2 separate regions of the Mustela erminea genome follow, and region 2 is linked to region 1. The links are chromatin contacts, called in public Hi-C maps. All regions are on one chromosome and are shown on one strand. The core of a region is the stretch at or near the end of the contact, and the rest is flanking DNA. Distances in the headings are between cores, read along the strand shown. Region 1 holds the start of GLOD4 (glyoxalase domain-containing protein 4). Region 2 holds the start of NXN (nucleoredoxin).

Region 1 (5,166 bases), core at 1,390-3,889:
ATGATCCCAGGGTCCTGGGATAGAGCCCCGAGTCGGGCTCTCTGCTCAGTGGGGAGCCTGCTTCCCTTCCACTCTGCCTGCTTCACTGCCTACTTGTGATCTCTGTCTGTCAAATAAATGAATAAAATCTTAAAAAAATAAAAAAAGAATAAGCTAAATAATATGTATTTTTCAGAGTCATGAAATGATGAAAGCAGTCATGACAAGGAGGGTTACAGAAGTCCTGGGTGGGCTGGCCACTGTTAGCACACAGGCCCAAAGTGGCAAGCATAGTGAAAATGAGTGATACCTGCACTGTAGCATAAAGTAAGGAATCAGAAGTGTAGCTAACGAGAGCACAAACACTTAGAGTAAGTGAAGGACTCTAGCAGTCCCAAATCCCCACCCTGGGAGAGAGTTCTAAGCGCAGGGTCACAGATCCTTATGACTTGCTGGATTACAGAACAAGAGATGGTCCCCAGAATATCCTCTCCCAACTAATCACTGAACTTTACCACAAGGAAACACATGCACAATGATATGAGAGACCCTGCCCCAACTGCCCCTTACTATCCAAGAGAAAATTCTCCACTTACTGCCACTCAATTATCAGATCTAAGGTATAATTCCAATGTCAAAAAGATATAAAGAATTCAATTTTGGGGGACGCCTGGGTGGCTCAGTTGGTTAAGCAGCTGCCTTCGGCTCAGGTCATGATCCCAGCGTCCTGGGATCGAGTCCCACATCAGGCTCCTTGCTCCGCAGGGAGCCTGCTTCTCCCTCTGACTCTGCCTTCCACTCTGTCTGCCTGTGCTCGCTCTCACTCTCTCTTACAAATAAATAAATAAAATCTTTAAAAAAAAAAAAAAAAGAATTCAATTTTGGGGTGCCTGGGTGGCTCAGAGGTTTAAAGCCTCTGCCTTTGGCTCAGGTCATGATCCCAGGGTCCTAGGGTCAAGCCCTACATCAGGCTCTCTGCCTGCCTCTCTGCCTACTTGTGATCTCTGTCAAATAAATAAATAAAATCTTAAAAAAAAAAAAAGAATTTAGTTTTTCCATATTTAGAAAAAATATCTTCCAAGTGCTAATAGACCCCACAGTCTATTAGAATCTTGTTAGAGTCAACCAAATAAAGACACGGTTTCCTGTTCAATGGGCCAAGCAGGGTAATAGCTTGCAGCTTACTCCTCGGTAAGTAAGCTTCTAGAATAACGGGGTCAACGCCGGAGAGGTATCACCACACTGGCAGAAGTCTTGTGCAAATGGAGGGCTAAATATTTTTGTAAACATTTTCTTATATATTTTAGTTGGACATTAAAGGTTGAAAAAATTACCTAAAAAAATATAATGTTTAAGGAACAGCGGTTATTCCTAGAGACTGTAAAGAACCATTAATACAATTGACAGAAAAACTGACTGCAGTTTCCACTGAAAATACTATAAGATCCACAGATTTCAGAGCTGTATTTTTGGTGGGTGTCTTTTTTTTTTTTTTTTTTTTTTAAGATTTTATTCACTCATTTGAGAGAGAGAGAGAGCAGGTGGAGTGAGAGGGGGAGAAGCAGATTCATCGCTGAGTGGGAGCCTGATGCGGGGCTGGATCCCAGGACCTGGAGATCATGACCTGAGCTGCAGGCAGACTTAACCATCTGAGCCACCCAGGTGCCCCTTCTTCTGGGTGTCTTAAGAAAACATTCTGAATTTGGTTCAAATAAAATGTGTTGCCCTAAGTCAATTATGAATAAGTAATCCCAGATCTCTACTTCTAGTGACACATAGTATAACCACTGACCCATTATTCCTTGTGGTGTTACTAGGTCGGACCAATCCTTGATATCCTCAAATTTCACCTTAATGAGGCTGACACCTTTCAGCTTATCAATGGGTAGCTCCTTTATGTATTCCAGACGGCTAAAGAAGAAAACTTTGGGCACAGCACCAGCCTTGAGAGCATCTGCAATCAGCCTGCGACCTTCCAGCAGGATCTTTCCTTGCTTTTCCCGAAATGGCCTGGACTTAACTATTGTCATTACACTGCTGTGGGTGGAAACAAAAAGACAGGTAATGACCAACATCGTTGTTACGGAGACACACCTAGTTCTAAGAGACATAAAGAGCTTCATAGACATAAACGAATTCCAAAGAAAACACTTATTCTGCCCTCCAAACATAATAAAAACCAGAGGGTTATACCGGGAGAAGTCCTCCAATGGGAGGAAAAACGTTAAGTTCCCGCTGGCAGGTGGGAAGAGAAAGGGGAATACAAAAGAAGTCTCAGGAACACATCACCTCAGCCTTCTGTCCCCGGGTAAAGCCTTATCATAGCGAAGCCCCGACTCTTCCCAGGTGCAGGGCGTCTGGGATCGGGACACCTGAAGCGGCTGCTTTGGTCGCTGCTCGTAGGGACTGGCCTCAGCCGCAGCCCTCTGGGGCTGCTTCCCAGGACCGGGCTTCCGTTCCACGACCTGTCCGGATGGAAACACCACCCTCACCGGGCTACGCCGCAGCGCCCGGACCCAGCGCCGCCCGTCGAGGTCCCAGGTTTGGACCACCCACAGCAACGGCCGCGTGGCCCACCTCCAGCCCTTTACCAGGGCCGCCATCTTCCCCCGCGCCGTGGGTTGCGTCACGGAAGCGCGCCGGCGGCGGCCAGTGACGTCACAACCCGTCTGCGCATCTGCGGGCGGGAAGGCTTCTAGTTCTGCCGGATGTGTGGCGCGGGTGGCTATGGCTACTCGTCGAGCTTTGCACTTCGTCTTCAAAGTGGGAAACCGCTTCCAGACCGCGCGTTTCTTTCGCGATGTCCTGGGGATGAAGGTGCAGACGGGGCCGAGAGGGGCTGGGGCGCGAGGGTGGGTGGCCGGGGCCGCTGAAAGGGACAATTGGGTGTGTCTTGAATCTCCAATGGCGCCCAGGTGTCCGACCTTAGCCCTGGTCTCCCCATTAGCCCTGTCGGGTTTTCACCTTCAGGAAGCGTTGTATGTTGCTGGTTGGGTTGGTGATCTTGGAAGGGGTCTTTATTAGTCGCCGACTGTGTCCCCACACACGTTTGTTTCATTTGAGTTCATTCACAAATATTGAGGCTCTGCCCTCGTGGACTTTCCAGTCTAGTGGGAAAGACAATAAATAGAAAGTAATATAATACTCTCCCAATGAACAATAACCCAATCTCTTCCGGTTTGAAGCCTTTCGTCTAAGATAATCTGCCTGTTTAGAGCTATGGTTTTCTCAGGCCTGCTTTGAATGGTCTCTTACGAGTATTCGGTCTCCGGGTGAATGCTCCGGCCCTCCTCTCAACAGTCCAGATCTAAGTGTGAAGTCAGAATCCATTGTCTCCAACACCCGGAAGCGGCCCCTCCAGCCCTGATCAGCTGCGATTCTGCAGGGATCACCTGGGTGGCAAATGCAGGTGGAAGCTCTTGGGGAGCTCCCGATAAACCAGGGCTTTAGAGGTGCAAGAGTGCAATTTCATGTAGAGAGTGCAGAAGATGTAGAGGGCAAGGGAGTTACCCGAATTCATCAGTCACTTAAAACCTATCGTCTGTCCTTCATGGTCCTGTGTTGGTGACAGCTTTGGTGGCAAAGATGAAAATGACCTTAGTGTCCTCAACTGAAGCTTCTGGCTTAGGATAGGGGTGGAGATGACAGTTTGGTTTGTACATAGCTAACAGTAATGGAACTGAAAACCTCATAAGTGATGAAAAACCACAAGACTCTCCCTTAATAATGTTTCCTCATTGATTAAAGGGTTGTTGTGAAGATTAAACACTGAATATCTGATACATCATATATATTATATAAGTAGTAGCTACTAGTATTAAAAACTACAGGAAAGATTTAACTTCAGCTTGGGTCATCAGGAAATAATTCATGGACTTCTTGCATTTGAGTTGATCTATAAAAATAGGCAGGATTTCTACAAAGATTAGAGGGAGGAGTATACTGGAAAAACTGAAAGAACCCATGCAAAGATAAGGTTTGTTTAGGAAACACCACTAGTTTTCTGTGCCTTCAGCTTAGATTTCTTAGTTGAAGTTGAGATGGGATATCAGGACAAATAGGTTGGGACTACTTCTGATAGTATCTTGAATACTGAGGTATTTGGATTTTATGGCACAGTAAGTAGGGAGCTTTCTTACATTTTAGAACAGGGTAATGTTGTGATGAGAGCTGTGCATGAGGGACGTAATTTTATGGTGGTATTAAGGAAAGATCAGTAAAGATGATTTTTAATAGTCTAGGAGAGAATTGATAGGAACTTGAACTGGAGCCGTAGCTGTGGGAATCAAAAAGGAGAATAGAAACTTAAGACATTGAGAGGCTACTGTGTGTGGGGTTCTGTGTCCAGTGGTGTAATAAGTTATCTATTCTCACAACACATGGGGAGACTCAGGCCCTAAGCAACATTCTCAGGCAACGTTCTCAATCTCAGACAACTATTGAGTGACAGCCAGGATTCCAGATCAGAATTCTCTAATGCTGGAGGCCATCCTTTGGTTTTCTGGGTGGTGGTGAAGGTTTTAACTTCACAGCGCTGCTTCCAAATCTAGGTAGATTTCACAATGTTGTTTACCTGATTCTTGGTATTCTAATTTCCTTATCAGATTCTGCGGCATGAGGAATTTGAAGAGGGCTGCAAAGCTGCCTGTAATGGGTATGACACCTTGTTTCTTAAAATCTCCTTTAGGCTCTGAATACCCTTGGAGAACAGAAGAAAGTTGTTTGAGGTGAGTTTAAGGCAGTAGAATAAATTCAGAAATCAATAAATTAAGGTGGCAGCTCTAAAAAAACACAAGTAAGTGTATCCTCTAAATGAATCATTGTATTTTTTTTTTAAGATTTTATTTATTTATTTGACAGAGGGAGAGAGAGAGTACAAGCAAGGGGAGCAGCAGGGACAGGGAGAAGCAGACTTCCCCTGAGCAGGGAGCCCAGCATGGGCCTTGATCCCAGGACCCTGGGATCATGACCTGAGCTGAAGGCAGATGCTTAACTGATTGAGCCACCCAGTGGCCCTAAATGAAGCAATGTCTTACTGAGTGTCTTAGCTTAGTAGCCATAGCAAAATGGAAAATTCCAAGGCCTAATGAGAATTGCATGCTTGTTGAGAGATATGCAAAAATATAAAGGTCCGGTTGGAGAAGTATCTTTATAGGAGTATGTCCCCTGCTTTAAAGAAAAGGTAGA
Region 2 (5,492 bases), core at 1,619-4,118, 160 kb before region 1:
CTTTTTCTGATTTCACCAGCATATCAGTAAGTATCTGTATATACACATATCTTTACGCACATATGCTACTATATATGAAAACCAAGAAATGGGATTTAAAAATCTTAAAGGTGGCATCTATATGTGTATGCGTATAGCCAGGGACACCTGGGTGGCTCAGTCAGTTAAGCATCAGCCTTCAGCTCAGGTCATGATTTTAGGGTCCTGGAATCGAATCCCGAAACAGGCTCCCTGCTTGGTGGGAAGCCTGCTTCTTCTTCTCCCTCTGTCTGCCTCTCCCACTGCTTGTGCAAGCTCTTTCTGTCGCTCTCTGATAAATAAATAAAATCTTAAAAAAAAACAAAACCCAAAAGGAATAGCCAGTCAACTCCTATAACTAGCTAAATACCAGTAGGGACATTGTCTATAAGTGGGTCTTTTGAAGTGCATACGCAGAGAAAGTGCTTTTCACAAGCCAAAGGATGTTGGCTATTCTTTACAGGAAGCCTAATGAGTCTCCTTGGACTTCTTGTAAAAAACACCCACTAGAATTATGATTTTGGAATCATTTCCACCGCAAATCCACTCTTTCCACACCCCTTTAAAAGGCAGCTGCGCTATTTGGCTTCTAACCAAGGCCTGCTGCACCAACAATTCTCTACGTTTTATTTATATTTCATGTGCAGTATGTTCAAACTCTCACTTTCCCAGGTGCCAGATGCTGGTTTGGACATACTCCAGTGGAAAGTGCTTTCCTGTAAAATAATAAAAGTAAAATACTGAACAAACTGCCTCTTTATATCAGACTTGCACCTAGTGTACCACAGTTAAGTATTCTAATCGTGACTTCACTGTTTTCCCAAATTTGCAATCCCTCCAGCTCCCACTTCACCTAGCTCCACACCATACACTTTGTCCTTTGGCTTCCACAGGGTGTAAATGCTTCTAGTCCTTTTATACCTCATCAGTGTTCAGTGTTTAAAATGTCAGAACATAGGATCTATCTGTCTCACATGATTTCAGTGGTGCCTAATGTAACCCACCAAGGGGTATTTCAAATATGATATAGATGAGAAAACGAGGATTTTAACTTACTTTCAGGACTTCCCCCTGCCTTTTTTTAAAAAATAAGTAATCTCTATGTCCAATGTGGGGCTTGAACTCACGACCCTGAGATCAAAAGTTGCAGGGTCTACCAACTAAGCCTGCCAGGTGCCTCTACTTTCAGGATTTTAAAAGATATCTAGTAAGTTAATGTCTGTTATGTTCATAGCTTAATATATTTTCACTAAAAAGTGATGCTTTCTGGGGCGCCTGGCCTTCGGCTCAGGTCATGATCCTGCAGTCCTGGGATTGAGTCCCCCATCGGGCTTCCTACTCAGCCGGGAGTCTGCTTCTCCCTCTCCCTGTGTGTGCACTCACTCTCTCTCAAATGAATAAACAAATCTTTAAAAAAAAAAGTGATGCTTTCTGTGTGTTTTATAGAGATTGCCTATCTTCTCTGGGTTTCCATCTCCGCCTGTTTCACCAGTTTGTGTGATAACATTTCATGGCACTGAAAACCAGTACAACTCCCTGTTCAATCCTAAACAAACTAAGAACCTCAGGCATGAAGATTTATGTTTGTGCCCAGATCTCGGAATAACATTGAAGTTTAATTGAACTCTTGTAAAGCGTGCCACGATTTGTATCTGTATTTGTGTGTGTGTGGAAAGCCGCTATAAAATAACAGAAATACCATGCCTGCCAGTATCTCTAAACATATTGGGCTCTGGCAGAGCTCGTTTTTTTTTCACTCTTTCCATTAGATGGCGGTAGGTGCCCAAGAAATAACTTCCAAGGCATGCTGGAGGGCAGTGAGAGGAGCGTTTTTTTCCTTTCACTAGGTTGTTGGTAGCTGAGCACACACACTAAAGGTCCTCTTTCGCGGGTTGGCAGGGTATGCATTTTATTTTTTCGTGTGTGTGTGAGGCGGGAAGGCTTTCCACAGGCCACCTGTTTAAGCTAAGCACAGGGTAGCATCTTGCCAGCTGGCAAAAAAAAAAAAAAAAATTCCTAGAATTTTTCTTAACTATCATCAGACTTGATAAAAGCTATGGAACCCATTCAGGAGTGCAATCAGCATTGATTGAAAGACGCTGTGGCATCTGTTGCCTACACTTGTGGAGATGGAACAGAGCCACTCGCTGGAGGGGAATGGCTGCTGCGACCTGTGGACTGAACCCCCACATGGAGACCTGTGACCCACGTGCAAGTATCGTGGACTCTCTCACGTATCCCTAGCTCCAGATCAGAAGCTACCTGAAAAATATAAGAGTGGGCGTCCTCCGCTTCTCCTATAGTAGACAAAAACATACACGAAACATACAGTAGAGAAAGTAGTGCAAGTGAGACCCAGACTGATGAAGTAATTGTGTACGAAGATGCTAAGTCCTGTAAGCATTTCAAGAGGCCAGAGGAGTACGAAATGGTCAATGAGGCTTTGGGGAGAGAGAGAAGAGCACAAGCGAGCGAGCACTCGGGTGGGGGGTACTGTGGGAATGTTTGGGGGAGGTCCGGAGAGAATCAAGAGTTCGAAGGTTGGAGGCCAAGTCCAGCTCCCTGAGGACTACAGCTTCAGAGAGGCCGGCTCCGCGGACCCCTCTTCTCTCTGCACTTAGCTGGGAGAAAGCCCTCAGAGTGGGGCGTTTCCGGCCAGTTTTCTCGCCCGGGCGCTTTCCCCGGCGGTTCCGCAGCGTGGTGGAAGCCCCTTCCCCGCTGGCCAGCTGCAGCAGATCTGGGCCCAGCGCGTGGCCCGAGACTGCCACGGAGGGGGCGTGGCAAGGGCAGCCCGGAGGGGGCGGGGCGTGGGCGGGCCCGGGCGGGCGGGGCTCTCTCCTGCCCCGCGCCAGCCGCCGCCGCCACCGCCGCTGCCGCCACTGCCACCGCCGCCTCCGCCCGCCTCGCGGACCCAGCGAGCGGGGTCGCCGCCGCCTGCCCGCCCGCGTGCCCCGGGGCTGCGGTGGGCCAGGATGTCGGGCTTCCTAGAGGAGCTGCTCGGCGAGAAGCTGGTGACGGGCGGCGGCGAGGAGGTGGACGTGCATTCGCTGGGCGCCCGCGGCATCTCGCTGCTCGGGCTCTACTTCGGCTGCAGCCTGAGCGCCCCCTGCGCGCAGCTCAGCGGCAGCCTGGCCGCCTTCTACGGCCGCCTGCGGGGGGACGCGGCGGCCGGGCCGGGGGCCGGGGCCGGAGCCGGGCCGGGGCCGGGGGCCGGGGCGGCCGCGGAGCCCGAGCCGCGGCGCCGCCTGGAGATAGTCTTCGTGTCCTCGGACCAGGACCAGCGACAGTGGCAGGACTTCGTGCGGGACATGCCGTGGCTGGCGCTGCCCTACAAGGAGAAGCACAGAAAGGTGAGCGGCGCGGGCCTCGTCGGCGCCCCCAGCCTGGGAGAGCAGCCCGCGAGTTGGGGGAGCAGGGTCCTCGCCGGCCTCGCCCGCGCCCCTCGCAGCCCCTCACGCTCCTGCGTGGGCTCCTGCACGCGCTTCCCTTCGTGTCCCTCAGTGTCCCCTTCCTCTGTGTATGCCCGCCCCGGTCGGAGGACCCCGCCGTCCTGGGGCTCCCGCGGCAACTCCTCCGTGCGGGTGTCAGACCGCTCCGGTGGGGTAAGTTTGACACCCTCCGGCCCTGGATCCCGGCTTGCGTCCCGAGGAGTGGCGAGCCAGGTCCCCACGCGCTGGGAGCCTCGTAGAAGGGGCGGCCGCGCTGGGGGTCCCGACCCCGTGACCCCGCGCTCCCGGCTGGAGGCGCGGGGAAGGGCTGCTTCCTTCCCTTAGCCGCCAGACTCTCGGCGGATACCTGTAGTGGGTGGGGGAGGCGCTCGCCCCCTACCCATAATGCCCAAACCAGGAAGTTTCCTCTCCCCAGAAGAAATCCGCTTCTCAGGGGACCCCGCCCCTCCCCCACCCTGTGACCCGGGACTCCGAGGCCAGGCCGCCCTGCGTCCCGGGGGGCAGCCGCTGACCGTGGCTTTGGGAGAGAGGGGCGCTCACTCCTCTCCCCTTCTCTTCCCTCCGCACCCGCGGGCTCGACTGGTGGCCACCGGGGAGCTTTTCATTGTCTGCCTGTCCCGCGGACCCTCCCCAGATGCCTCCCAGGCACGGGAACAGACCCGTCCGTGCGGCCCCCCCCTAGTTGCTGGGTCCGGGTTGTCTCGGCACACTTCGAATTAAACGCTGAACAGAGGTGCAGATTAAGTGGAGAAACGAGGATTGGGGGAAATTTACACTTCGCTGTCAACTTTTCATTCCTGCTGAAATTAGGTTGGGTTTTCGAGTGTGTCAGTTGGGATGAAGGTGTCTGTTTTAAGAAAACGAATTCGTGAAATTTCGTCATGAATCGAAACAGGACAAGTTTTGGAGAGCTCTTGCCTAATTGGTGAGCCTGACGCAACGTGTGAATCTAGCCCCTTCCCTTTCAGAGGAGAATCTTAAGTTTATGGAGTGGACAGGAGAAGGGCCGTTCGGGAGCTTTTAGGTGCCTCTAGGGAGGATGGTAACGGCCTGCCGTGTGTTCCTTTTATGTGTACAGAGTCTTGTTGAGAAGCATGATTTAGATTTAGTAAGAGCGAAAGGCTTATACTGTGACCCCAAATGTCTCCAGTAAATCATCGATCCCCAGGCAGTGTAAGGTACAGACTTGGGATTTAAAGTAGGAAATACAGTTTAACAAATACAGTTTGTAAATTTAACATTGGAAAAACATGGGCTCACTAACCACACAGAGGCAAAACTTGGCATTTTAACCACTTTTTAGATGATTTTGCTCCTATTTGATTTATGTACTTGATAGTGCATGAATGTGAATGGCCAGTCCTTTATTTGCTTAAGATGTATGGGAATTCTTTGTTTTCCTTGGTGGCTGTTTTGATGATCTGTTGAGGGAGGAATAATGTTCAGAAAGTGATTTACCAAAAAATATTTTCATTGTTACCGCGAATTTCTGTAGTATACCAGTGTGTATAAAATGTCCTTATTGGGCAATACAAATGATTTCTAGTTTTTGCAAACACATAATGATGGTAAATGTTACAGACCTAAGGCCTATTGTGTTTTTCACAGTGGATGAAGGAAATTTGCTGGATGGTTAAAAACATGAAGCAAATTAAGATGTTTTGCAAATGTTTTAAGCTTTTTCTTGGAAAAGGAGACTATTTCATATGATCTGTGCCATGCCTGGTTCTCTCTGCCCTGGCTAGTCCTTTTGCACACACACAAAAAGTGGGTCTCTGTCCCTAGTCTGGACCTGCTCATTCCACTGGGGTGAAAGTCTGGACCACACAGGGCAGACCCTCATTTGAAAATACAGTTCAGAATGCTGAGCATGGCCAAACCGTGGTGCCGAGCATGTCAAAAATTCATTTTTTCTCAGTTTTTGTGTCTCGCATCCACTGGTTCACTTTGTTCTTCTAAAGAAGTCCAGTTTTTAAGGCTGTAGTTTCTGCTTCTGGATGTTCGCAATTGGGCAGCTCGAGATCT

The links. A called contact is a pair of places that touch in the nucleus more often than the background predicts.
Region 2: a contact with region 1 is called in a Hi-C map of fibroblasts, with 6 times the contacts expected there. The contact joins the promoter of NXN here to the promoter of GLOD4 in region 1. A contact is called at or near these places in 3 of 3 Hi-C or Micro-C datasets (fibroblasts, skeletal muscle and spleen).

The regions. Positions count from the first base shown.
Region 1 is chr18:17,564,979-17,570,144 of mMusErm1.Pri, reverse strand. It overlaps GLOD4 (glyoxalase domain-containing protein 4), which reads left to right and starts at 2,639. Exons shown (of 9, transcript XM_032322403.1): 1 at 2,639-2,796; 2 at 4,584-4,706. The coding sequence starts at 4,594. MRM3 (rRNA methyltransferase 3, mitochondrial) reads right to left here and starts at 2,616. Exons shown (of 4, transcript XM_032322397.1): 1 at 2,269-2,616; 2 at 1,772-2,016. The coding sequence starts at 2,582.
Region 2 is chr18:17,728,674-17,734,165 of mMusErm1.Pri, reverse strand. NXN (nucleoredoxin) reads left to right here and starts at 2,868. Exons shown (of 8, transcript XM_032322396.1): 1 at 2,868-3,368. The coding sequence starts at 2,991.